Regions from separate parts of the Mus musculus genome. Here regions 1, 2, 4, 5, 6 and 7 are each linked to region 3. The links are chromatin contacts, called in public HiCAR-type, HiChIP or PLAC-seq and Micro-C maps. All regions are on one chromosome and are shown on one strand. The core of a region is the stretch at or near the end of the contact, and the rest is flanking DNA. Distances in the headings are between cores, read along the strand shown.

Region 1 (3,490 bases), core at 190-2,689, 630 kb before region 3:
AATATTTTCAAGGGGCTGAAGAGACAGCTCAGAGGGTACAGTGCTTGGTGTGAAGTATGAGGCTCTAAGTTTGATTCCCCAGTACATTTCGAAAGGCCAGGCTTAGGGGTACATTTTAGTAATCCCCACACAGTGGAGACAGTGACAGGAGGATCTCTGGGGTTCAATAGCCAACTAATGGTGCATTTGTCAGTTGTGGGTTCACTGAGAGACTAGTCCCAAAAAAGTGACTAGGATCACTGTCTAGAAGGACACCTGACATGGACCTTTGGCCTCCATATTTATGTGCACATATGTGTGTGTGCTCTTTCATGCACATGTATACACACATCCCACATATCCCACAAACACACATACACACACAAACACACACCACATCCACTACACCATGCACACACACACACAAACACACAATTTTTATTGATTCTTTTTGTCATTAGATATGAACCTGTTATTTCCACATTGAGTAGTGAGACCTGTACCAAGGGGGGAGGTAAACACAAGTGCCAACACTGAGATCATATTAGAAATGGCCAAATAAAGAGCCAGAGCAGATGTCCACAGGATTCAGCATTAAGGTGGTTGCACATTATCATCCAAAGCAGCATGTTCTTGTGAGTGCAAGACAGCAATAAAATAATTGACAGCTATTGAATGATCTAAAATAGGCATAAACCATGAATGTCTAGGCACATATGATCAGCTTATTTAGGTTGGCTATATGTTAATTGTTATTTTATAGCTCAACATCAAAATGCTAACATTTTGGTACCAGGATGTATTGTAAATTATAGGAGAGATAATTATGAAGGCTTTTTACAGCATCCTAAGGGGAAAACAGGTAAGTAACCTCTCTGAGACTGAGCTACCTTGCCTCTAGAGAATACATTCCATGTCACCATCTGGGCATCTGTGTATGCGCAGGACCTTTGTTTCTCACCCTTGGCCTTGATTCTCATAATTTTCCTCTCCGTTTCTCCTGACCTTTTATCTTCTTTTAAAGGAACAGTATGATTATCCCCATTAAGCCAACTTTCTGCAGGAAAGCAAGGACCCAGAGGCTGCAGGAGGCCAGCACCTCCTTTTGGGGCTGGGTGAGGGGCTGCCAGGTGATGAATGGTTGCGTGTGGAGCAAGGTGATAAACCAACCCCTCAGTCATGTAATCTTCCATTAAAATGAAATGCATACCAGGCATGCAGTGCTTCTGCAGCTTGTACCCTCTCCCATTGAAGATCATGAATAAAAGAGGCAAGTGTACTGCTGACAGATGCCAGCATGCATAAAGGACACTTCCTATAAAGCCGAAGCTCCGGCTAACAGATGGACTAAAGATGTGAGATGCAGAAAGATTTACCAATCTAAATAATTCAAGGGAATGTCGTATGGCAAGCTAGTGCTTTGTGGAGGGAGCCAGCAGAAGGTGCAGATGGAAAGGCAGGCCAAGCCTTTCCCATAAACCCATTAAGAACAGTACTTGTCTGAGCGACAGTATGTCGCAGAAGGCCCAGGGAGAGGCCAGCAAATGAGAAATTTGCTTCGAGACTTTGTCCCACAAGGTCAAGAGCACATTTAGTAGTGAAGGTTGCAGCATCTAACTAGAGTGAAAAGTGGGGGGATGCTCTGTGCCCCACTGCTCATTGTCCTGCCCTCTCCAACCTCCAGTCTCATCCGTGAGACCCTTATTTGTCTTGTGAGAATTAAAATCATGGAAAGTGAAGGCATTCAAGGACCTTTCAAGAAGATGTCTTTGTTACTTTTCCCCTTGTCGTGACAAAATGCCTGGGATACTGGCAGAAGGAAGGGAGGGGTTCTAGTGACTCACAGTGCCAGGCTGCAGCATGCTGGTGAAGACAGGGAGGTGAGAGTGAACACTGTAGGAGCAGCGAGAGGGGAGTTCAGGCTACCATCTTCCAGCTCTTTAATCACCCTGCGGCCACAGTGGGTTTCCTTCCCTCGGTTAAACCTTTCTGGAAACACCTTCAGGGAGGTGCCCAGAGGTTCATCTGTTAGGTGATTTGAAGTCTAGTTGAGTTGACCCAATGGAGATTAAATATTACAAAAGGCCAAGAGGGCCAATCTTTTTCACTTTTAAGTCTGACGAAGACTTTATGCCCCTAGGCCAAATGACAAATCGACAATCTCACTTCTGGAAAATTTCACAGAAATGTGGAACTATGTTCTCTCCCTAGGTGCCATGGATACTTGCCTGTGCCTGACCTCGAAGGGAGTGTTCCCAAGATTGTAGCTTATTTCTGGGCTTATTTTAATATATGTTCCCTATCTTACAGAGAACAGTATTTAAACACACTTGAAGAAATACTGTCTATTTTCAACGACCAGAACTAGTTTTGGGTAAATATTCAGTAACTCTCCTGATAGTGAAACTCTTTCAATTGGAAAGACTACTGCCTAAGACACCTCTACATCCTGTAAAGTTGTGACAAAATGTGAGTGGCCCAGGCAGGAGAAGCTGTGAGCGACAACCTGGCAAAGCCTGTGGTACCTCCTAGGAAGTAGAAAGAGAGGCCTGCTCAGGCCCCAGGAGTTGAGCTATGCCAGGGAAGCCAAAGCCCCCATTTCTCAACTGCAATGCAGACAAGCAAAGCATTTCAAACTCTCTCAGTTTGTTACATAAGTACATGGAGGTAAACTAGGAGATGCTCACATATACATTTGAGATCCCTAAGAAAATCGTTGCTCATCTGCTTGTATACCACCTACTGGTAACCCATAATGCAGTGCTCCTCAGACCTGCAAATGACTAGATATGCAATTGCTTAGCAAGCTTCACAAAAATGTTCTTGCTGCAAACAATGCTCCACGGTCCGTATTTTAAACATTCTTCAATTCCAATATCATTCTCTCTCTCTCTCTCTCTCTCTCTCTCTCTCTCTCTCTCTCTCTCTCTCTCTCTCTCTCTCTCTCTTTCTCTCTCTCTCTCTCTCTCTCCTCCCACCTGATTCTATATTGATGGCGGGAGTGATAAGTCTTAGTCCCAGGCTGCCATTGGGGTAAAAGGTGAGCTTTCTGTTCATTTTGTTTGTTTGTTTTAATTCTTCCGGATTCTCTCTGTTTGAGGTCATGAAGAAAATTCCATTTAATAAATAAAGCAAACTAGAACTTTTAAGTGGTCTTCAGGGTCAGGCTCTGCAGCATCTTATGGACTGATGAAGATGCTGGGTTTGTGTTTGTTTGTCTTTTCTTCTGCCAGCAGCACCCAGCACTGAGACACAAGGACAAGCTGGCACGCATAACTAAAAGATGTCCATTGTTGAAGCCTGGCCTTGCCTCTGGGGGTTGATTGCATTTGGTTATTTTTAACAATGTTACCAGGGTTACTTTACATAAGCCCTTATGAGTCAAGTGAAGAAATAACAAAGAATAAAAACAGCTACTACCTCACTGAGGATACAGCAGTGACTGGCTTACAAGAGACATCTTTTAGTCAACTTCACTTCAAAATTTTAGCAAGCCATTTTTCTCTCTCAG
Region 2 (3,512 bases), core at 451-2,950, 560 kb before region 3:
GAAACAATCCATCTCCTCCAGAGATGAGCCCTCCTATAGATTATCCAATCCAAGTGGGCAACCCTAAACACAAGTACATATGAACAATACAAAATGGACTCAGCAGATTCTCTCTCTCTCTCTCTCTCTCTCTCTCTCTCTCTCTCTCTCTCTCTCTCTGTGTGTGTGTGTGTGTCTGTAAAACAAACAATAATAATTACAGAAGAGGTTGTGAATTTGAGTTTGAGAGAGAAAGGTGAGGAGAAGGCATTTTTCCGTTCACATACTGGCAAACATCTATATTTGTGAGTCATTCTCATTGGAGTTCTCCATTTCATGTGTGGGAAAGTCTATACTTGAGAAAGTCGGGCTGGCTTTTCTGGAACTCACTATGGGTGACAGGCTAGCTTCAAGTCCATAGAAACCCTCCTGCCTCAGCCTCTGAAGTGCTAGGCCAGATGAGAGGTTTCCATCCTACCAACACTGAAGTGGTTTGAGAAGTATCTTGAGAAGTATCCAATAAGTTTACAGAGACCAATAGAAAAAAATTGGTTAATTTTTTTACTCAAAATGAAAAAATCATGTTAAATACAATATCATTGTGAAACATGGAAATGAGGATATTATTCCAGACATAGAAGTGTAGCCAGAGAAAACTGCAAGGAGATATAGTCATGACGCATATGCATACCCAAAACCCTTTGTATAAACTTCTTAAAAATTGAAACATACATACTGGCATATGTTGTTGACATGAAGTAACTTAATCCCTTTCAGGTTATTAAGGCGTGAAGGTAATTCTTTCATCATGAAACAACTTTTACTCTTTAATCCATCAATGCCCTGAAACTGTCCAGGGAGGTCTATTTACTTCTTCAATCATTATGTGCTGTCTGTTTATTTTATCACTATTATGGGCCTTGAGGTTGTTTTTGGTTTTATACATTTTCTTGCAGGTGGGGAAAAACATGGTAGAAGATGTTGGTAGGCAGTCTTTAAAACTGTTAGCCAATCTTTACTGATTATTTGGAAAAGCATGACAGGAGAATTTGAAGAGTGTGAAAAGTTTATCAAAAACGGAGTCATTGTCATTGTTACTTGACAAGGTGTTCACACTTAATGAAGGCAGAAATGCCAATGAAACATAAACTACAGAGAAATGGATCTTGCTTTCGGATCTCTAAAACACTTGACCTTGTCAATATAGGTTATGGGTACAGTGAATTACGCTTCTCAAACATATCTAACTGCAGATCGCCTTATTAACGTCTCCAGCAGCATTTATTTCCCTCATCGGGAACAGACGTCAGCAGGCACTGTTTGAGGTGAGGGATGGTATTCTAGTTGGAATCAACCTTTTCCCTTATTTATGAGGAACTAATCCGCGCTAGCCCTCATCCCCGTGGATGTCTGAATCTTCTCTGATCTCTTTTTCATCTTCATACAACACTAATGAGGAAAGACCCAACAACAAAGAAATGGATTTGAGGATTTTGCAGTGGAATTTGGTTGGCTTCCCGTAGCCAACTTTCCCGTTCACACCTCATCCAGCAGCCCCTCACCTAATAGCTTGTCAAATCACGATGTAATTCATTCCTTTCTCCCCCTTGAACCTGCTGGAAGAGTTAGTATGTAAATTTCAACCTATTTTTAAGGGTTATTTTCACTCAAGTGAAATCTATCAAGGAAGGAGGGTTATTTTTACAGCATACAGCAACTGCTGATCACCATGGCAACCGGCCTGGTGAAATGCAATAAAGCATCCCTCTGTTATCGTAAACACAAAAGGGAAACACTGAAATCTAAAAGAAAGGCAATTATTGTAGGGGAAGAAACAAGATGCCAATGGGGCCTTTGCAATATCGTATGGCATGCCCATAGTACACTGGACTGGCTTTCCAGAGCCTGCCCTGACCAGACTGGCTCTCTCAGTTTGGACTAAACAAAGATTGGGTTAGGAGTTCTTGAAAGAACCACAGTTTCTTTCATTTCTAACTGACAAAATCAGACATTTTTGTTCAAACCAATATAAACTTGTGGGGTTTTTTTTTCTTTCTTTCTTTCTTTTTTTTTTTTTTTTCATTTCTTAAATCATGAAAAGGGCTTAGAAAAGAGAGACGTTGGGGAGGAGGGAAAAAACCATAGCACTCTAGTTTTCTTTAGGGGGACATTTTGTTGTTGATTGTGGAAATGTGGATAGAAAAAAAAAAGAAAAGAAGAAAGACAATGTGTATGGAACAGACTTTTTAATATTTCCTTTCATATCTTAATCATCTTTTACTATGATTACTGGTGTTTCCAAGTAGATAGAAACAAAGCCCTTTTTATAATGACAGCTTGAATTTACCTTTGCCTTTCCTAAGCTCTAAGATTCACAGAAATGATGGGGTGTACTTGAAGCACACATATACACCAAGAAGCATCAAGGTGTAAATTTCTATTTCCACTTTGTGGATTGAGGTGGTGGGGTCCATATACACTCAACTCTAAGCTGGGCTAATATAGTAGAGTGGCCAGGAATTGTGGAAAGAACACTTAGGTCAGGATTAAAGACTTCCTAAGCCTCAATCATTCTCAAGGTTTTGTTTCTTTACCAGTATGAAGCTCAAGAGCCTGCCTGGGTTTCCCCTTCCCATCACAGCGGCCTCCAGGTAGTGTGCTTATGAACCAAAGGGGACTTCCCCGAGTCTGATCCCCAGCAGGCAGTAGCCTTGCTTATTCATTCTCTGCTTCAGCTCCTTTCCTGATGTGAGTCTGCCTTTTCTATTCTCCTGACAGAGCTGTGTAGAAGTGGCCAGAGCACTTTCCTTCATGCTGAAGTAGGGATATTGACTTCTCTGTGTTTGCATAAAACTTAAGGGAAGTACATCACATAAAATAAGACAATGAAACTGGCAGGTCATATACAACATTTATGGTCCAAGGGGATCCTGTCCAAGGTTAAAGTCATCTACAGTTCAGTTACAAAATGGGATTTCTGGAATTCTCTCTGAAAAACACACTTTGCTCTTATCTTTATCTTCTAACATTTACCGTATATCTCTCTATCCTCCCTTCCATATCCATCACTACATTCCTTTACTTATTCAACAAATACTTATTAAGCCCATAGTACATGCTGAGCACATTCCATGCCTCGGTAAGACCCAGAGCAGGAGCAAAGTTACCTATGCCTTGGAGAGCTTATACTGTCCTGAAGGAGGAAGATGTAGTATGCCAAATAGAAGTAAATCCCAGAGCAAGATGAAGTAAAAAGGCAGGTGAATACAAGGTTCTGGAAGGACTTCCTGTTCATAGGCTATTTAATTCATAGGTACGGATTACTCTGAAGGAGAGAGTCCCGGGAATGTTTATGGAGGCTGGTCTGGCTACAGCATACCATGAGAAGAACAATGGGCATGTGCTTGGGGAAGTGAGAAAGGAGCTGTGATGGGGATGCATATCCCACTGTACACATGATAGCTTTAAAAGGAGAAGCTGCATGACCCAGGGAATACAATTAAAGATGTTTGGCTCTAAAGTCGAGAACACAC
Region 3 (3,952 bases), core at 404-2,903:
TATCTTGCCAAATGTTTGCATAATGATTGATGAAAAAGATAAAATTCTATTTGAGGATCTCCAAGTGCTTGGCTAGGTGGCTGCTTCCCATTCTGCTGATTGGTGCCACTGAGGCTGGCAGTGGCTCCTTTGGCACTATATCTACGCCAGAAAAGGGTTGATGGCTACACAGAAGAATAGTCCCAAGAAGTCCAGAATTTTTCTAAATGACGAGAGTGTTATTTTATCTTATGGGTATTCAGACCAAGTGCCCAATCAGGTTCTACTGTTGGTTGGAATAAAGGAAAATAAAGGTAAATGTGTGGATTTACCCCGGCTCTAACTCCTTATTGGCTTCTCTTAATTCATTTACTTCCTTTTACTTCTAATCCCAGCCTTCTTGTTTTAAGATCTGTTCTTCTAAGTCTTAAGTCTGTTTGCAAGCTAGACAAGCAACAGACATGCAAGTAACTTTTACCACATTCACATGGAGCTGTTAAGTGTGAGGCCTGCTAAGAATCCACCCAAACTTGGGTATGAATTCTAGCTTTGATACTTTATAACTATGGACTTTGAACAAATTCTTTAACCTTTTTGAGTTTCCTCTCTGTGAAATGAGAATAATAATCCATAATTCACAGAGATGTCTTGGGGATTAAATACAATAACTCAAGTAAATTACTTTGTGCATAGTAGGCATTCAATAAATGTCAGTTTCCTTCTTCTCCCTGTTATTAATGCTTATTAGACTATATTAAAAACTAGAACCAGACTGTGATAATGCAATCCCTTATTAAGTGTTTAAGCCAAATAACCAACTTCCCTCAGGGGGAAGAGAAATGTTGAATTCGGTTTTTTTGGTAAACTTATTTATTAGTATTTTTCTCGAGTTTTATTCCTCAAAGTCCACACTTCAGCTACTGTTTATGCCACAAAAATGACAATTTATATTCTCTTTGCTGGCATAGAGTTGAGGATTTGCAAATTATCCACTACCTAGACTTTGATCTATTATTCATTATCTTAGCAGCCCGATTTTATTTACTAACTACGTCATATAACAAAGTTTTGCTTTCAACAGTTTCCCTGAGGTCTAAGGATTTCAGAGAATCAAGTTTACTACCGCAGCGTCACCGCGTAGACGAACGAGGGGTGGGGCGGAGGGATCCACACCGTCTGTGTGCTTTCGTGTTAATTTTACAGTCTTGCGTTTAAGTGGAGCCACGTTTCCCTCAAGGACGGAGCCTAAGAGAAGCAGACAAGAGCTGAAGCTAAGGTCTCTCTGCGCCTTTAAGAACTGGAGACTGGGTCATAGCTCCGCCTCCTTCCCGGCCCACCTCTGAACTCTGATTGACAAGACTCCCGGGCTAGGAGGAGCTGAAGGAGGCCGAGGAGGAGACGCTGGGTGGAAAGTAGGGGGAGGAGGAGCCCACTTTCAGGACTAGCCAATCATAGAAGGGGGCGGGGCTCAAGAGCCCTCCTCCCTCCTCTGACCCCCGCCTCCTGGCCTCTCCGCTCCCTCCCCCCTTCCCTCGGCCCCCTCCCCTCTCCTCCTTCTCCTCCTCCTCCTCCTTCTCCTCCTCCTCCTCCTTCTCCTCCTCCACCTCCTCCTCCTCCTTCTCCTCCTCCTCCTCCTCCTCCTCTCAGGCTGTGGTTTTTCTGTATATGTTTCTGGAGTCCTGAGCCTGGGCTAAACAAAAGCAGGAGGCTGACGGGGCTGCTGGAGTTTGCAGAGACACGGAGGAGGAAAGAGCTTGGGCTTTGCCTGCCGCCACGGCTGGGGGTGATCTGGCTTCTGCTACAGCCCACCCCCTTTGAGATCACTCTGGCCCGGAGTGGGGGTGGGGGGCAGCGGGGGGTGGGGGGGAAAGTTTGCATTGCAATCCCCCTGCCTTCCTCTCCTTTCTCCCGATCAATGCATATTTGCAAAAGGATTAAGCCACAGATTTAAGCGCCGGGAGCCCATTTCTGCCTTGCAAAGGAGATCGGACTGAAAAACCCAAAGGCGGCTCTGATTTCTTTTCGCCAAGTGGGAAGGTGGTTTATTTTTCTTGCTTTTTTGGAGTCAACACCCTTCCCCACCAGCCCTTATCCCCACCCTCACCCCGCAACCCCTTCACGCCCCCCTCCCCCTCCCCATCCTCCCACCATCCTCTAAAGAGGCAAAGAGATTTTTTTTTTCCCCTTTTGGTCTTCTTCTTCTTTTTTTAAAACCCTGGTCCCTGTTTATCCTGAAAAGGATTTGAAGACAGCTTGAAGGATAAAAAGCCTCGGTGCTTCCCAGGCGCCGATCCGAGGAGCCGAAGAGGAAGAGCCGGGGCTGCCGGAGCCTTCAGAGATGGACGAGCAGCCGAGGCTGATGCATTCCCACGCTGGGGTCGGGATGGCCGGACACCCCGGCCTGTCCCAGCACTTGCAGGATGGGGCCGGAGGGACCGAGGGGGAGGGCGGGAGGAAGCAGGACATCGGGGACATTTTACAGCAAATTATGACCATCACAGACCAGAGTTTGGATGAAGCGCAGGCCAGGTGAGATGGAGGCTTTTCTTTGCCTTTCTTGTTTTTTTTTTTTTCCCTCCCTCTCGCAGGGGGAAACAATGGGAACCGAATCACCACAGCGCTTTCTTCTAAAATGTTGTTTCTTTTCTCATTTTGACAAACAACTCTATGGCGGAGGAGTAAAATTTAAAGAAGCGTTGTTATCGAAAGTGTGATCGCCCGTGCTGAGATATGGCTGTGTGTAGATAGATGTTGTGCGAGTGTGTCTGTTAGAGGTATTTGTATGAATGCACAAAAACACGCAGCCACGCCGAAAATACTGCCAACTAATCCGAAAGCGGCCCTCGGCACTTTTTTACAGCTTTAAAAAAGTGTATGAAGGAGGCAGAATTGTCAAGTTCCGAGCCGCATTCCATGCCTTCGGTAGTTGAGGGACTTCGGAACATGACAAAATAAAAAAAAATGTCCCAAGAACACTTTATTTGCAGATCCCGCTGACTCCTAAGCTAATTCAGCAAGTTTGATTTTTTTTTCTTCTTCACTTACCCTTCCGTAATAATAATAATAATAATAATAATAATTATTTGGTCTTTTTTTCCTCACTCCCCACTCAAAATAAACAAACAAACAAACACAAAAAGCAAGGTAGCTCTGTGTTAGTAGATGTCAGATACTAAGAAAATACCTTGCCATCACTCCATTCTGTTTTTAGAAAAAGGAAATGGGAAGAAAGGAAAGACAATTTTGCTTTTGAGGGCTGTTTGTTAGTTTTAAGAGACTCCGATTTTTAGTTTAACTTTATTGTCTCTTATTTGACTTGCTGTTCTCACAGGACAGAGGCGCCTATGTGTGGTCCTTTATAAAGGGGTGGGAACAAATACCAACCATATTTTCTACCCCATGCCTCTTCCAGGATCACTAAGAGTACTCCTAAATTGAAATGGAAACTGGTGGCTTCATTTGTATTTCAGTAGGGCAGGGTATGAAGAAACATAATTATGAAACTGGGACTTCCTTAACTGAACCACCACCAGGTATACATAGTTCTCCACTTTAGGATTTTTTACAGCAAGTCCTCTTTCAAAATGAAAACACAGGTTAAGTGGCAAAGCCACTAACAGCTTGCCCAAGGCCCAACTCAGTTAGGAAGGATTTAAAAAAAAAAAATCTAATGGCCACATATGTCCACACAATTGCTCAGCTCTGTTAAATCTCTGAGTACTTTTTTATTTTGCTTTGGAATTCTTTTAAACATATTACAGAGTGACTAAACCTTATGTGACTTAGTTATATGGTTAACAAGTAATGTGGATTTTATGTAAGAGAAACACAGCCTTGAGAAAGTAAGAGGAAGCAGCTAAGAGCACGCATGCTATGAATTACATTCATTTTAGCTGCGAACACATGGAACATGTAAACTGAAATGCTAAGGCTTAGGATGCCTGAAAAACTCGAGACTGTTAAGGACCCCCCC
Region 4 (3,470 bases), core at 899-3,398, 710 kb before region 3:
TTTCTGTATCCATTCCTCTGTTGAGGGGCATCTGGGTTCTTTCCAGCTTCTGGCTATTATAAATAAGGCTGCTATGAACATAGTGGAGCATGTGTCCTTCTTACCTGTTGGGGCATCTTCTGGATATATGCCCAGGAGAGGTATTGCTGGATCCTCCGGTAGTACTATATCCAGTTTTCTGAGGAACCGCCAGACTGATTTCCAGAGTGGTTGTACAAGCCTGCACTCCCACCAACAATGGAGGAGTGTTCCTCTTTCTCCACATCCTCGCCAGCATCTGCTGTCACCTGAATTTTTGATCTTAGCCATTCTGACTGGTGTGAGGTGGAATCTCAGGGTTGTTTTGATTTGCATTTCCCTGATGATTAAGGATGTTGAACATTTTTTCAAGTGCTTCTCTGCCATTCGGTATTCCTCAGGTGAGAATTCTTTGTTCAGTTCTGAGCCCCATTTTTTAATGGGGTTATTTGATTTTCTGAAGTCCACCTTCTTGAGTTCTTTATATATGTTGGATATTAGTCCCCTATCTGATTTAGGATAGACAAACCCAGTTTTTAAAACTACGTATCTAGGGCAGAGAGAGATGGATCAATGGTTAAAGGCACTGATTGTTCATCAAGAGATCCTGAGTTCAATTCTCAGCACACACATGGTGGCTCAGAACCATCTGTATTGGGATCTGATTCCCTCTTCTGATGTGTGTGAAGACAGAGCACTCATATACATTAAAAACAAACAAACAAAGAAAAGTGTGTGTGTGTGTGTGTGTGTGTGTGTGTGTGTGTGTGTGTGTGATGCATGAAGAGGAAACAGCCATGAAGGTACTGGGAACATAATTCAGGACTTCTTGAAGAGCAACACATGTTCTTAAATATCACACCATGTTTATAGACCCTGACAATAATAATGTTTAAAGTGTTTTAAATGCCTGAATGTATCAAGGTCATCTTCATTCTAATTATCATGATAACTGAATCAGAGAAAGGAATTAGAGGATACTGCTGAGGGGTACTCGCCTGTGTTAACTGACTTATAACAGTCCCTATGTGTTTTCTAATAAGTATCCAAAGAAGTAGTCTAGGCATTCAGAATGCCATTGCTCTTTGGGAAAATTGCTTATTCTTGATCTCCCAGCCATGGCAAAAGGCCCATTCAGGAAGCTCCCACAGCCTGTGACCCAGGGGTAACAGTGGTTACTGGCAGAATGCCAAAAGATCACCTCTACTGAGGGGTGCTGAAGGGGTCATGGAGTGCCGGAGACTTCTTTGTTTCTCTGGTAGTGAGTAGAGTTGGTTGACTTTTTAACTTTCACCACTGCCATTTTTTAATGATGCAATTGCTTTGCAACCATTATGCATCAGAATAGAGTTTAAGAGGACACCAATCGTCTTTTTTTTTTTTTTCCTAAAAATGCCATGGCCAAGTAAGTCCAGAAGGCATTGAACTGATGAAGCTTATAAACGCCTTTTGAAAACCCATGTTTATTCCTGGCTGTGGACTTACCCTGTTGAATCTCAGTTGTCTGGTGATTTGCCTGTCTATTTTAAGCTCCTCCTACCTTATTTTAACGTCAGTGTTTCTACACCAAATAAAGAGAACATACTGAGTATGGACCTGATGAATAAATAACTAACCTTTTGGTGCCAGCACCTGAGTCAGGATGTGCGCGTTCAGTAGCCACCACATGGTGTTCTCGAGTCCCATTCCCACATTCCTCTTGGGAAGGCTGCCAGTCCATGCCTCCCCACATCCCTCCCGGAGGGACTTTGGCTACTGCAGCTGATATGCTGTGTGCTTGAATATTAAAGCCTTCTGCACTCTCTCCAATTTAACCCTGGAGTCTCAGCACTGGCCCTGTGGGACCTCTCCAAGCCATTTAAATGACATCCAGGCAAACCAGGCTGAATTACAAAATCATAGCATTACTAATATCAAATCCCAAGCCTCATATTTTAATATCATATATGAGTCCTGTCTCATGACCAAGATTAATATAATATGTAAAACAATAGATACCTCAAATTAATACAAAACATTGTAATACAAATGACTCTTATTCAGATTTGAATCTGCACACAAAGGCTATAAGTAAATTAGTTTTATTGATCTATATTCATAGAATTATTTAAATGCACCCTCTGGTACTGAGAGCCAGGGGTTTTTCTGAGGCTCGCCATTAATGCATTTTTCATTAGTGGCTAGTGCCGGGAAGCCCAAATTTCATTTGGCTGCAAAAGATTAATTTCCTCTTGACAACCATGGCCAGATTAAAAAGAAGAAGGAGAAGGAGAGAGGAGTTCAAACAGTGACCTAAAGGACAGTTCTCAGAACTGTGAATTAGAAGACCAGGAAAACATGGACAAGAAAACAAAACCACAGAGAACAGCACTGTATTGTGTGTGCTTTTTTCTTTCTTCACTGTGTGTTGGGGAGGAAACAGATATCTTCAAGACAAATAAACCCGTCTTTTTTTGGTTCTTGGCCCAGTCTGAGAACACATCACTCCATTTAGTTGATAACTGATCTATTTTATTTTTATCTCAGAATCATAAATAGAAAGGCATGAAGGTAATTCATCTTCAAGTGATTCGGAATTCTTGTACCCTTCCTTTGCCCCTTGAGTGGATTTCCTGAAAGTATTTTCTCATCAGCCTCTGAGAAGAAGCGCATATAATACTAGGAATAATATAATTAAGGCTAATTAAAGCCGTTCAAATTAATTTTGTTTGAAGATTCGTTGGAAAATTCGAAACTCCCATTGAGATAATTGGTACACTCTGGGGAGTCACAGAACTGAGCCCCTGAACCTGATTGCTGCTTGGATGTCCCCACTAGCTGAGAGAGTACTCTGCTTTGTCTTCCCCTAGGGTAGTTCAGTCATTATGCCAGCTCTGTGGGGAACCTTCTAGTTTTTCCTTTTAACTACCTCATCATTGGACCCCACAACCACTAACCTATTTATTATGACAATAGAATAATACTGATGTGGACCATGAAGACCAAAATGGGAAATATTTTTACAAGTGGGCAGAGGAAGCAGTCATTTTTTATGGTGTGATTTATGAGCCATTAAATGCCTTCTTGCATAAAGTGTCTCTCTCTCTTCTAGACTCAGCCAAGCATTGGAAAATCCTTTGCCTTTTAGGGGGATATTTCTTATAGATAGAAATTCCATATATTTAATAGAGATCTCTTTAAAGTACTAATCTTCCTAGGCATATTAATTCTTTCTAAAATTTCTATCACAGTGATAGGCTAAAAACATTCCCTCAAATCTCTCTCTCTCTCTCTCTCTCTCTCTCTCTCTCTCTCTCTCTCTCTCTCTCTGTGTGTGTGTGTGTGTGTGTGTGTGTGTGTGTGTGTGTGTGTATACTCCTGTGTGTACAGTAGCATATCTCTGAAGGAGAGAGGACATTTTACAAGAGTCTGTTCTCTCCTCCCACAGCATGGATTCCAGGACTTGAACTTAG
Region 5 (3,735 bases), core at 831-3,330, 740 kb after region 3:
TGTATTTGTGTCCTTTGACTACTTTTAAATGATCGATAATAATTTGCTTGCAACTGAGTTCTATTTTTTTAAGGAAAATTATCATTTTCTGTTTTCTTCATAAAAGGCGGCCTGCGGGGGCAGAAAAATACCATCTCTCCCTACGTGAGCTCAGTACTGTGCAAACTAGTGAATCTCTCCTATGTCTTGTTTGGCGTGAAAATTGCAGGTGGCTTTTCATAATTAGGAAACGTCAAGATGGGGAAAAATAATAGCTGAGCGCAGAGACCCTGAGAAGGGTGCTGGCCAGAGAATTCTAGATCTTCTGCGCTCAGAAGCGCTGATTGGAGCAACAAACCTCTTAGCTCAGTCAGAGAATCTTCTCTGCCCTACCCTTTGACCTTTTTGACTTTTTCCCTTCGGGTCTTGTTCCAGCCCCCCCCCTTGCCCCCAACAAGCAAGGGAGAAATACTTGGCCGCCTTTGTTGACAATTTTCACAACCGTTTAAAGAAGCCCTTGTCCCACAAGAACACTCTTGTCTGTGATGTCCCAAAGGGACGATCCTTCTCCATACCACTACACTAATCTCACTTTCTGCTTTGTAAGCTGGACAGGTCGTTTTGTGTGGTGGGAAGCCAGCAAGAAGGCCTGGGGAGAAAGTGGTCGTTCTCAATTGTAAATTTCTGTTGTCTTGGTCTCAGCACCCCATCCTATGGTTGGGACAAACCATAGGATGGGTCGCGGGTCTCATGGTGCAGAGAACCAAACCCAGTGTGCCTGAGTCCGCACACAGGCTCTAGCCTGCGTCTTCCTTCTTGCTCTGGGGAGAAAATCCTGACAATTTCGAAAGGGAGGTTGAAAGAAGAGGGCATGGGTTTTGTAATTTCGTTTCCTCTGAACTGTTGGGGTGGAGTGGGCGATTTCTCTCTGGACATGGTTTCTATAATCGAAATTTTTTCAGCCCCACTCTATTGGTTCTAAAGTTAGAGAAAGAGGCAAGAGGTTTAAATAAAAGAAAAATCTCTCCTTCAGAAAGAAGCGGGAAGAAACACAGGAAGAAAGAAAATTTAAAAACAAAACAAAACAAAACATTTTTTTCTCCAAACTTGAAAATTCCAAAGGGAGAGTTGAAGAGACACTGGCAAAACAAGCCTGAACTCTGAAAGACCCATGGGTATGACTCTTTGGATCTCTCTATTCTCTGCTCCTTCGAAGTGGCTGGGTTGGGGGTAGAGGGATACCAAGCTTGCGGAACAGGGGTCCGGCTTCAGTTAATTAAAGACCAGGCAAGGGCCCCGCCGTGCAAGCTAATCCCAGCGCAGCGCTGCCCACCAGCCCGGAAAAGCCTCTCGGCCATGCCCAATACTAAAATTGGGGCTGCAGTTGGTGGGGGAAGAGAAGAACCTGGGCGCTCTGGGCCTCGGATCTCTCATGCTAGGACACAGGCCTCTGAGAAACCGGTGGCATTTATGAGCCGTCGATCAGCTCCGTGATTAAAAATCCAGCCCTGGGTATTATTAATCACTTGCCACTCAAATGCCTTGTGAACATGCTCGCCCGCCCCTCAAGGCTTTGGGGAATTCGATGTTGAACTCGTGAAGCCTGGGGAGGCTTGATGGTTGTATTTAGGTAGGGACGACTCAAAAGGACTGATGGACACGGAAAGACAGAGATTGTGGGCACCTCTGTGTGCGCGCGAAGAGGGTGCTAGTCTGGTCGCTTAACCCAGTATCAGAGACCTGACGTACTGAGCTCCCGGCCCCGGCAGAAGGAGGATGCTCTAGGGAGCATGCGGTTGAACACTTACCCAGCAAAGAGGAGAAAGATGCCGAGGTCTCAATCGCACTTTGAAAGTTCTCCTCCATCTTCAGGCCGTCCAACATGTTCGGGGTGAGCCAGGAGGACCTGTAGAGCGGAGGAACGGTTGAGTCTAGCTTCCCGTGCCTGTTGGGACTCCGCACCCTCAGTTGCCACTCTCCTGGGACAGGACAGAAGCAGTGTCCAGGGCGACAAGAATGAGCCTAGAGGGTAGAGTCCAGACAAGGGAAATGTAAGGTGGGAGGAGAGAGAAGAGCCACCGTGAACTGCTCGGACGGCTCTGATTTCACTTGAAGTCAACGCGTTATGTGCTAAGGCCTCCGCCCCCTAACTGCGTTCTCCTAACCCCCACCCCCACCCCTGTCCCCAGGTTTCCCATTCCAAGACCGACTCCGCCCCATCCTATACTAATGTGGCCCCTAGGGATCCCACCACTAGAACTATGGTACTCTGTGTGATGGGGTGGGGGTACGCCTGCTCTCAGAGCCAGGGCCAAGCCGGGACCAACCAGGTCCGATATCCCAGTGGCACCACCACTCACTTTCGACCCTCACCTGTCTTAGAGAGAGGCAGAGTAAGGGACTCGGAGACTGTCCCGCCTGCTTCCGTACTCCTGGCGCAGCGCTCTGCTTGGGGGGTGGGGGGGGGGCGCTCGGGAGTAGGCGTGCGGGGCGCGCGGGGAGGTCCTCCCGCCGGTCGGCCAGTGCCGGGAACGTCTGCAGGAGCAAAGGAGTCGCCTTGGGGAGGAGCCGCGACTGGCCCGGTTCACTCTTGGATGCATTTCAAATCAACTTTCAGAAACACGCCCGCCCGAGCCGGAGCCTAAGGATCCCCGCAGCCTTCCTTACCTGATGGGCGAGCTCGCGCCCAGCGTCCGGAGCAGCGCGAAGTGGCCGGGAGACGCCGGGCAGCTTTGGCGGAGGGAGGAGGCGTCCCCTAGGCTGCAGCCAGAGCAGCCGCCCGGACTCCGGCGCACCCGGGAGAGAGCAGGAGCGAACGCCGGCCCCCGATTCCGCTCCTCGGCGCGCCGGAGTGGGGCCGGGCCGTGGCCTCAAGCCGCCGATCCTCCTCGGGACGTCCCGCCAACACGCGCCGCTCTGCAGCCGGGAAGGGGAAACCAGGCGGCTGCTCCAAGATCGGCGGTGGAACCGGAGGCCCAGGGTCCTGGGTGCAAAGTCCGCCCTGCCTTCTTCGAGGCGGCTCGGGCGGTTTCTGACAGTGGCCGCTGGCTGCGTGCGCGGCCCGGGAAGGGGGTGGGGTGCGCAGGGCGGGGGCCTGGGAGCGCGTCCCGTGGCGGGGCCCGCGGTGCTCTGTTTCCCCGGCTTGGCTGCTCGACCCACCGCGAGGCTACAGCCTGATGCTCCAGTCTGCTGCCCGGACCTCCCGGACGCGCCAAACTTTTCCTTCTCTCCACGTGGAACGGTTGCCCCGGGGGAGCTACACCCCAGACTCGGCAGAGATCCGTGCCACCTAGACTTCACGCGGGCGGGATGGGGATCCGGTTGCTCTCGGATCTGCACCGTAAGTGATGACTAACCTCAGACACCTGGAGGTCGCGGGGATCGCCTAGAGCCCCCAACCCCAATCCTCTCTGCTTTGTGAACTCTGGCACCAGAAGCTCCAAGCTCTTCGGATTTTCATTCACCCACTTGCTCCTGCAACTTACAAATTTGTTTTGGCTTAAAACTCAACTCACCGTTTCTGGCTGAAACTACTTCACTGCTGGGAAATGCAATAATGGGACCCATGGCCAAACCTTGAATCAGGCTCCCTCTATCCTATCCTGCTGGCTGGATGCTAGACTAGAAGTCAGCCAAGGGGACTTTTCTTAGAAAAGAAGATCCTGGGGGCAGTTTTTAATTCCCTGTGATTCATAACATTCTGCAGCGACAGCCCTCCAGCCTCTCTAGAGGCAGGAACAGGGTCTTGCTCCTCTA
Region 6 (3,612 bases), core at 141-2,640, 800 kb before region 3:
TTCTCAAGGTTACACTCTCTTCATATGGAGGCATAAATCCCTATATCTGCTTATGCCACGGTACACACACACACATACACACACACACTGAGTTGATTCTTAGTTCTTATACCTTGTTTAGGCTGAATTTGTAGTTCAGATCCCGAATTTCCTATCATTGTGAACTTGTGTGTGAAATCTAATCTCCCTCTCCCCCTCCCCCCTCTCCCTCTCCCCCTCCCGTCCCTCCTCCTCCCCCCTCCCTCCTCCTTCTCTCTCATTTTCTCCTTTCCCTTGTATCCTTCTTGAGGCATCACCTGTATGTCTGGTCTTCATATCTCTACCTTCCATATTCTGAGATTACAGACAGGCATCACAATGCCAGGTTTATGTGAAGCAGAGAACTGAACTTGGGGCTTTATGTATGCTCTATCTCTAGTTCTTTGTCTTAATTTTCTCATCTTTAAAATGGGACCACAATTATCTGCCTTTGAATGTTATCTCAAGGACTAAACATGGTAAACGCAATCCTTAGGAGATAATTTGTCTCTGGCATGGACTTAATAAATGGTAATTATCACTATCCAGTTACTGTCAGACCCAACCTGAAACTCTTGCTCATTGGTGCCAGACTCTCTAGGACTTGCATTCAGTTACTTCCTACATATTCCTTCTGCTTCCTTCAACCATCTTCTCTCCTTAGGCCACACTCCCTAATTGCTCATCCATTTTTCTGATAACCAGCCCTGGGGTGTCTCCCTTTATGGACTTATCTTTGGCAAATCTCTGTGTTCTCAGCTCTCCTTATGTAGTACATAGCTTATAGAAAAGAATGTAAGCTCAAGGTATGTTTACATCATAACTATATAGCTCAAAATGATAGTCAAAGTAGGAAAGTTGGGTATTGCTGATAATTTACATGTTTCTTCTCCCAGGTTGCTCTAACCCATAAAGTTGTGCTGACCAACTTTCTGGAGTCTGGCTTCCATTCTGTTTCTTTTTCAAGAGCTTTGTCTTTTTTTGTGGTGGGTGGAGAATGACTGTGCAGGAACTCTTCAGTTCCCTCATCTCTGTAACAGGGTGTGGCCTGATTGTCCTCCAAGCTTCCCCGCTTTGGTCTCCTATTGGGGTGTCATGGTCCTGGATACAAGTGGGAAATTTACTGATAAATGCTCTGCAGTGCAGGGCTTAACTGGGAAGTGCCTCCGCAGGAAGCTGAGAGGACACTACAGAGCCACATCCTTGCCAGGAATACCCCCTAATTCCATTATAGCCACTTCCCCCACCCATGTGGCTCTGATATTTATAAGCCTCTCATTCTCCTAGCAGACTTGGCTGTAGGTCATTCCCAGACCACTTCACACCCTGCTGGGGGTTTATTGACTCAGAGGATGGGTACACAGACCAGGCCTTTGTTCCTTCCAGTGAACCCGGGCACTGGCCTCCTGATCAGATAACAGGCAATCTGTCCCTTGTCACTCTCCTCCCTGTACTTTCAATCAAGCTCCCTCCTAGGACCCAGTGATAGGATTAATCACCACCTCCTCCTGTGAACAGGGGCTCCAGCCAGAGGATCCCCGTGAAAAGGAGGGGCTCCCTTTTCATGAAGTCTTGCTGATGAAATCACACAGAGAAGGAGCCACTGAGTGTGATTTCTCTACAGCTCCTACAAGCAGGAGCACACTGGTCCTTCCCTGGAGAGATTCGAATGTCTTTAAACTGCTCTCATCCCAAGTAACTTACCAGTGTATCTGGTGTATTTCTATCCGGGTCATTTATGGTGTGTGTGTGTGTCTGTGTGTGTATCTGTGTGTGTGTGTGTGTGTGTGTGTGTGTGTGTGTGTGTGTGTGACAGAACATGAGATTTAAGCAAAGAATCCCAAAGGATGAACTTGCTTTTCTGTCTTTTGTCAAAGTTGTATGTCTTTCAGACATGTACTTTGTTGTGTATGTTTCTCCCATTCTCTCAGTCTCTCTGAATCTCAATTTTTCTCTCCTATTATGATGGAGATGTTGTCAATTCAAAGCTCTTGGCTTAATGGCAGGTTGACACTCACCATCTCATATAGACTTAAGCTTTTCTTAAGCTCATTCTCTGTCTACCATAGATCCTTGCTCTTCAGACGCCAAATGCAGCCCCTTCTTCATAGAGAAGGTTAACAAGGTAAAGATAATGATTGCTCAAAAGGGACTTTTGTGTGTGCTGTGTTGTCACCTTGTCTTTCTGAGGTAGAATCTTATCCTTCAATTCACTCTAGGCCAGAACTCACTATGCAGCCAGGTTGTTCTTGAATTTTGACAGTCATTCCCTTGCCTTAGCCCCCAAGTGCTGGGATTACCCATATGACATATCTGACTAAGTGTTGGTATTTTCCTGTGTAACTTTAATTTTTTCCTTTCTTTTTTTTTTAAATTATTTTCCTCATTTACATTTCCAATGCTATCCCAAAAGTCCCCCATCCCCCCCACCCCCCTACCCACCAACTCCCACTTTTTGGCCCTGACGTTCCCCTGTACTGGGGCATATAAAGTTTGTAAGTCCAATGGGCCTCTCTTTCCAGTGATGGCCGACTAGGCCATCTTTTGATACATATGCAGCTAGAGTCAAGAGTTCCGGGGTACTGGTTAGTTCATAATGTTGTTCCACCTATAGGGTTGCAGATCCCTTTAGCTCCTTGGGTATTTTCTCTAGCTCCTCCATTGGGGGCCCTGTGATCCATCCACTAGCTGACTGTGAGCATCCACTTCTGTGTTTGCTAGGCCCCGGCATAGTCTCACTAGAGACAGCTATATCAGGGCCCTATCAGCACACTCTTGCTAGTGTATGCAATGGTGTCAGCGTTTGGAGGCTGATAATGGGATGGATCCCTGGATATGGCAGTCTCTAGATGGTCCATCCTTTTGTCTCAGCTCCAAAGAAACTCAAGAAGAACGAAGACCAAAGTGTGGACACTTTGCCCCTTCTTAGAATTGGGAACAAAACACCCATGGAAGGAATTACAGTAACTTTAATTTTTTAAGCCTTATTTTTGATGATGATTTGTAAACATTTTAACCCCACTTTTAGCCCACCACCCACTAGAAGTAGTGGAAAAGAAGTTATATGGGGGGAGTAGACCTGTTTAGAAAGGTTCTTTGGAACAACTTCCCCCTGTGTTGTCTGGAAACCAGCAGTTCAGTTCACAGGTCAGCAGCTGCAGCTTGATCCATTCACAAACACTTCATGGGTACACCAGCAGTCCAGTTTGATAGATTTGGTTTAGCAAGAAGTTACATGACCTCTCAGAGAGAGCCAGGCCTCAGCCTCAGCTCCAATCAGCAGGAGGGACCAGCAGGAATAACAGAAGTTCTTGGCTGTGCCTTTCTCAGGGAAGTGAAGATCAGCAAGAACCACGAGCATTGCACAGCTAGCCGTACTACAGGCCACGTTCTCTCTCTGTCACTCCATGGAATCCTATTTATACCCTCCAAACATCATGTATCCTCCATGGGTCTTGTCTCAGCAGTGTATCCAATCAGCTTGAGTTCACAGAAGTAACAAGAAACTGTAGCATATCACCACAAAATTTTTTTTTTGGTGTGCTTCTCTCTGTGGAGTCCTGAAGAATGTAGCTCAACTACGCAATGTAAGGC
Region 7 (3,802 bases), core at 952-3,451, 940 kb before region 3:
TGTTTCTCTTTAAAAAAGAAAAAAAACCAAAACAATGTTTTGAATTTGGCTCCATTTCACTATTCCTACTGATGCTGCTACAAACTCTATTTATTTCTAGTTGGAACCAAGGCATCATGTTTTTAATTGACTTCTTAGTTTTCTCTTATCCTCTTTCAACCCATTCCTCATCTGGCAATTGGATTCTTAAATATGTAAATTGAGTCCTGTTATTCATGTGTTGAAAAAAAAATCTCTCAATGATCTTTCATCTCAGTGTAGGGATAAAAATGAAAGTCTTGATTTTGGTGTTTGTAAAGGATTGTGTTTATCTGTGAAAACAGACTTGACAAAGATATTTAAACAAGCTGAAGATTATTCTTTCCTGTAAAAGCACGTTGAAGGCTTTGTGGGGGATGGGGGTGGGTGGGCGTGGTCGCACAAAGTCCAAGGACATCTGGTGCTTTACTTCTGATCTTCCTGGCAGCCGGCATTGGCTTCTGTCCCTCAGGATGACTCTGTCTGTGTCACACAGGCCTGGTGTATCTCCAGTCATCCCAGTTATTTTTCACCTGAGGAGAAGAGACAGAAAACATTGCAAAGAGGCTCAAGCTTTGCCTTGCCTTGTAGGATCTTATCTGGAAGGTTTCACTGGAAGATGCCCATGCGTATCTCCTTAGATAAACCTAATCCCTTGTCAATATCTATATTCAAAATGGGCAAAAGATAACAATTTATTTAAATACATTTCTAATTTCCAAGCAAGTGAGGCTTCCACAGGAAGAGTGAAGAGGGGAGAAACCTTCAGACCAACTATATAGAAAGTTGACAGTCAACTGAATGGCAAACCATCTCTCCCTTTGCCTCTGCCAGCTCTCTGACACAAGTCTTCTCTTCCTATCACCTGGCTGTCCAATGGTCATGCTTATTCTGAGAGAACTGAGATTATCTTCTTATCTTTTTCATTAGTAATCTTAATTAGATTACCTTTTTCATTAGTAATCTACAATACTTAAGTGAACTCGGGAATCTCTCTCAGGAGCCTTTTGTCTCAACAGCTGTGCCGGGCAGCTAGCTATAAGTGTCTATATAAGTTCTTGCTATCGGTTTGTTTTCAAATCATTCACACTATTCATGAATTATGAAGAGAAAGGACCATCACACATAAGACTATCCAAAACAAGGCAATCAAATGAGAATCCCAGCCGAATTTCTAGTAGCTGCACAGAACAGATAAGAAACTTCTCCCAGAAGGCAATTGTTCTGTCTCTGAGCATCTTACCTTCCACTCAACATTAAAAAATCCCCTCAGGCTAACATTGTTCATTACCAGAGTTTCTAGTTTTTTGCTAGTTACTTTGGTTTATAATGAAATGCAAACATCGAAGCCTCACGGGTAGGCTATTGTTTAGTAAGTAATTCAGAATACAGAAAGTAGGACTTGTCGTAACATAAGAAAGTTTTACACGTGGGCCTTTGAATAGTAGACTGATACAAGATGATTTTTTTTTTTAAATTTACATGGCTTGATAGTTTAAGTTGATCGTCAATTTGACAGGATCTAGAATTGCCTCGGAGACAAATCTCTGGGTATATCAATGAGGGGTTTTCTAGATCTGACTAATTAAGGAAAGGCATACCCTAGCTGCCTGACCAGATGGAAAAATAATGAAAGGGCAGAGTCATTCACTGCTCTCTGCTCCTTGAGTGCAGATCAGACTGGACCAGCTGACTTCCCTATCCTGACTCACTGACCCCAGGAGCAGTGATCTAAAATAAACACTTCCTCTCTCGAGTTACTGCTGTCAGGTCACTTTGTTGTAGCAACTGAACAGACAACTAACAGCTTGATTTTAAGTTTGATAAAATAGTTACAGCTAATATTTGGTCTTATGTGCAGTCATCACGGCTAGCATGACAATTTGCAACTCAGCTCCCTGTTACTCAGCTATCCAGGTTGTATATCTTGTGGAAAGAGAAATCTAGAACAGAGGTCGTGGCACTTAGTTTGACGAGAGAAAAAAAAATAAAAAACCAACCAAACAACACCCCCCCAAAATCCCAAAAATAACAAAACAAAACAAAAAAAAAACCCTAGCTATATCTCACAGGGGATAAAATCAAATTTGTTCAGTTATTTTGCTCTAACCATTCTTGTGGCTCTTCTCTTGAACCTGGACATAACACAGCGAAGAAGTCTGGTGAGCTGGCTCACCGACCCAGGACACTCTCATGCTCTGTTCCCTGAGTCAGAGGAGAGCAGGAAGGAAGGGCTGTGCCTCTGGGATGTCTCTGGGATGCATGTGAACCCATCACGGGCACACTCCCTGGGCACCCTCACAGCATGTGGGATTCTCAGTCCCTCTGCATCAGTGTGGCAGTGTCTGCTTGGTGCCTGCTTGCCTTCGCAGAGGGGGATGGGAAGGCGATGGGGGAGCCAATTATGGCAGCTTCTCTCTGCAGTGTGCAGAGTGGCTGAGTTGTCATTCATTATGGCCTAATGTTTAGCTGCAGTATGCAAACCACCAAGGCTGTGAGGAATCACAGCTGAGAAGGGAATGCCTGACAGAGGCAATAAAGCACCTTCTTCTTCAAGAGGCTCCACCGCAGGGTCACAGCATTTGCATGCGGATCCAGTTGTGCTTGCAACTCAGGTTATTAATTATTATCCAAATCACCCCCCTTGTTACCTCTGAGCTCTCATTATGGCTGCAAATACAGGTATGTTCAACTCCCACCTCACTGCCCTCATATATTACGCCACTACTTTGTTATATAACTACGGAGCCCAGGAGCTCATCAGAGGGACTTTAAACAAAATAAACACTCTACAGAGGGGTGCTTTCTTTTTGTTCGGCTGAAGGGATAGCGGGTAATGTAAAATACCTTCACACTATAGTCTCACAACCATACTCATCAAGACCTTCGATCCTGAGGTCACCTTATGTCATTTGGTAGCTCTGCATCCACTCTGCAAAAGGACAGGCTCAATCAGGGATGCCTTTGGCCATATTCACGACCAGAACCAGCTGCAGCCCGGAAGGCAGGAGTATCTCAGAAGCAAGAGGTTAACCTGATCATTGTTGTTTATTGAGGCCCATATAGAGCTTTTCACAAACCTCAGAGCTTTATGGCTTGCAGACTGACCCCATAACTCTGCCTGCTGGAGAAACACGCCTGCCCTGGCTTTGGAACTCTCCCCTTCTGTAAAATCACCAGCAATCCAGCTATAAACGATTTCCTTTGGAAGTGTGGGCTGTCTCCTTGCCCTCAACAACCTCTCTCTCCCTCCCTCCTCCCCTTCCCTCTCTCTCTCCTTCAGTCCAGTATCTAAGAACACTCTTTAAACAGTTAGCCTGCTCCACTAGTCAATGCCAGATGATTTACCAAGAAACCTAAACTGCTCACATACTGTTTTGGATTTGATATCTTTTGCTTGTAGGCCTGTAAGCTTCAATAATATTTATAGCTATTAAAATTGTCTCCTGCATGTACATCTCTGGCACTAGTTTTATATAATCAAATAATACTATGATAGTTGTATCATATATCATTTAATCTTGTACTTGATGTTTCTATCAACATTGCTACCATTATTTAAATTAGTGTTAATAAGTGAACCTAGTTACTGACAAAATTCCTCTATTAAAGGCTATAACCATGAGAAAACATGCATCTATATACCTTATCATTATTAATATTTTATTGTTTCAAGTTAGACTATCTAGATCAGATATATCTTCTAGGAGTATATCCATTTTCTCTTCCTCTGTGATATATATAAAATATATATGTGATATATATGTAAATATATGTATGGTTT

The links. A called contact is a pair of places that touch in the nucleus more often than the background predicts. HiCAR-type assays count read pairs that join an accessible place to other places. HiChIP or PLAC-seq counts read pairs in DNA pulled down with a chosen protein or histone mark.
Region 1: a contact with region 3 is called in an H3K4me3 HiChIP or PLAC-seq map of forebrain, with 8 times the contacts expected there. The contact joins the enhancer-like site here to the promoter of Pbx1 in region 3. A contact is called at or near these places in 6 of 39 promoter capture datasets (the 3T3-L1 cell line, frontonasal cranial neural crest, hippocampal neurons and 2 more), 1 of 484 Hi-C or Micro-C datasets (reprogramming fibroblasts) and 8 of 115 datasets of contacts at active chromatin or transcription factors (embryonic basal ganglia, embryonic forebrain, embryonic limb bud and 5 more).
Region 2: an H3K4me3 HiChIP or PLAC-seq map of forebrain shows a contact between it and region 3, with 7 times the contacts expected there. The contact joins the enhancer-like site here to the promoter of Pbx1 in region 3. A contact is called at or near these places in 4 of 39 promoter capture datasets (the 3T3-L1 cell line, hippocampal neurons and liver), 2 of 484 Hi-C or Micro-C datasets (both in uterus), 6 of 115 datasets of contacts at active chromatin or transcription factors (astrocytes, embryonic forebrain, embryonic limb bud and 3 more) and 1 of 9 other capture datasets (embryonic tail).
Region 4: a HiCAR-type map of kidney shows a contact between it and region 3, with 4 times the contacts expected there. The contact joins the enhancer-like site here to the promoter of Pbx1 in region 3. A contact is called at or near these places in 4 of 39 promoter capture datasets (frontonasal cranial neural crest, hippocampal neurons, liver and 1 more) and 13 of 115 datasets of contacts at active chromatin or transcription factors (SST interneurons, bone marrow-derived macrophages, craniofacial prominence and 10 more).
Region 5: a Micro-C map of embryonic stem cells shows a contact between it and region 3, with 3 times the contacts expected there. The contact joins the promoter of Lmx1a here to the promoter of Pbx1 in region 3. A contact is called at or near these places in 1 of 39 promoter capture datasets (embryonic stem cells), 5 of 484 Hi-C or Micro-C datasets (all in embryonic stem cells) and 2 of 115 datasets of contacts at active chromatin or transcription factors (embryonic stem cells and neural tube).
Region 6: a contact with region 3 is called in an H3K4me3 HiChIP or PLAC-seq map of neural tube, with 5 times the contacts expected there. The contact joins the enhancer-like site here to the promoter of Pbx1 in region 3. A contact is called at or near these places in 7 of 39 promoter capture datasets (the 3T3-L1 cell line, cranial neural crest, frontonasal cranial neural crest and 4 more), 1 of 484 Hi-C or Micro-C datasets (ventricular fibroblasts) and 8 of 115 datasets of contacts at active chromatin or transcription factors (craniofacial prominence, embryonic basal ganglia, embryonic forebrain and 5 more).
Region 7: an H3K4me3 HiChIP or PLAC-seq map of embryonic basal ganglia shows a contact between it and region 3, with 6 times the contacts expected there. The contact joins the enhancer-like site here to the promoter of Pbx1 in region 3. A contact is called at or near these places in 11 of 39 promoter capture datasets (the 3T3-L1 cell line, the HPC-7 cell line, HPC-7-derived erythroid cells and 7 more), 4 of 484 Hi-C or Micro-C datasets (embryonic fibroblasts, nephron progenitors and neural progenitor cells), 16 of 115 datasets of contacts at active chromatin or transcription factors (the NIH/3T3 cell line, bone marrow-derived macrophages, cardiomyocytes and 13 more) and 1 of 9 other capture datasets (adipose tissue).

Annotation. Positions count from the first base shown.
Region 1 is chr1:169,058,685-169,062,174 of GRCm38.p6, reverse strand. No RefSeq gene overlaps it. Among named protein-coding and RNA genes, the nearest start is that of Mir6354, 41 kb to the right of the region's middle. Within about 2 kb of position 1,439, at least 13 of the 459 cell types and tissues checked have an H3K27ac peak or open chromatin away from gene starts, as enhancers often do. A contact at or near this core is called in forebrain, where this site is marked.
Region 2 is chr1:168,989,894-168,993,405 of GRCm38.p6, reverse strand. No RefSeq gene overlaps it. Among named protein-coding and RNA genes, the nearest start is that of Mir6354, 27 kb to the left of the region's middle. Within about 2 kb of position 1,700, at least 20 of the 459 cell types and tissues checked have an H3K27ac peak or open chromatin away from gene starts, as enhancers often do. A contact at or near this core is called in embryonic forebrain, forebrain and hippocampal neurons, where this site is marked.
Region 3 is chr1:168,429,870-168,433,821 of GRCm38.p6, reverse strand. It overlaps Pbx1 (pre B cell leukemia homeobox 1), which reads left to right and starts at 1,653. Exons shown (of 9, transcript NM_183355.3): 1 at 1,653-2,508. The coding sequence starts at 2,318.
Region 4 is chr1:169,137,974-169,141,443 of GRCm38.p6, reverse strand. All of the region lies in intron 3 of Gm39697 (a long non-coding RNA gene), which reads left to right. Among named protein-coding and RNA genes, the nearest start is that of Gm39697, 33 kb to the left of the region's middle. Within about 2 kb of position 2,148, at least 6 of the 459 cell types and tissues checked have an H3K27ac peak or open chromatin away from gene starts, as enhancers often do. A contact at or near this core is called in kidney, where this site is marked.
Region 5 is chr1:167,687,903-167,691,637 of GRCm38.p6, reverse strand. It overlaps Lmx1a (LIM homeobox transcription factor 1 alpha), which reads right to left and starts at 2,080. Exons shown (of 8, transcript NM_033652.5): 1 at 1,788-2,080. The coding sequence starts at 1,863.
Region 6 is chr1:169,233,204-169,236,815 of GRCm38.p6, reverse strand. No RefSeq gene overlaps it. Among named protein-coding and RNA genes, the nearest start is that of Gm34421, 20 kb to the left of the region's middle. Within about 2 kb of position 1,390, at least 27 of the 459 cell types and tissues checked have an H3K27ac peak or open chromatin away from gene starts, as enhancers often do. A contact at or near this core is called in neural tube, where this site is marked.
Region 7 is chr1:169,366,895-169,370,696 of GRCm38.p6, reverse strand. Gm34477 (a long non-coding RNA gene) reads right to left here. Exons shown (of 3, transcript XR_373695.1): 3 at 414-551. Among named protein-coding and RNA genes, the nearest start is that of Gm34477, 4.3 kb to the right of the region's middle. Within about 2 kb of position 2,201, at least 34 of the 459 cell types and tissues checked have an H3K27ac peak or open chromatin away from gene starts, as enhancers often do. A contact at or near this core is called in embryonic basal ganglia, where this site is marked.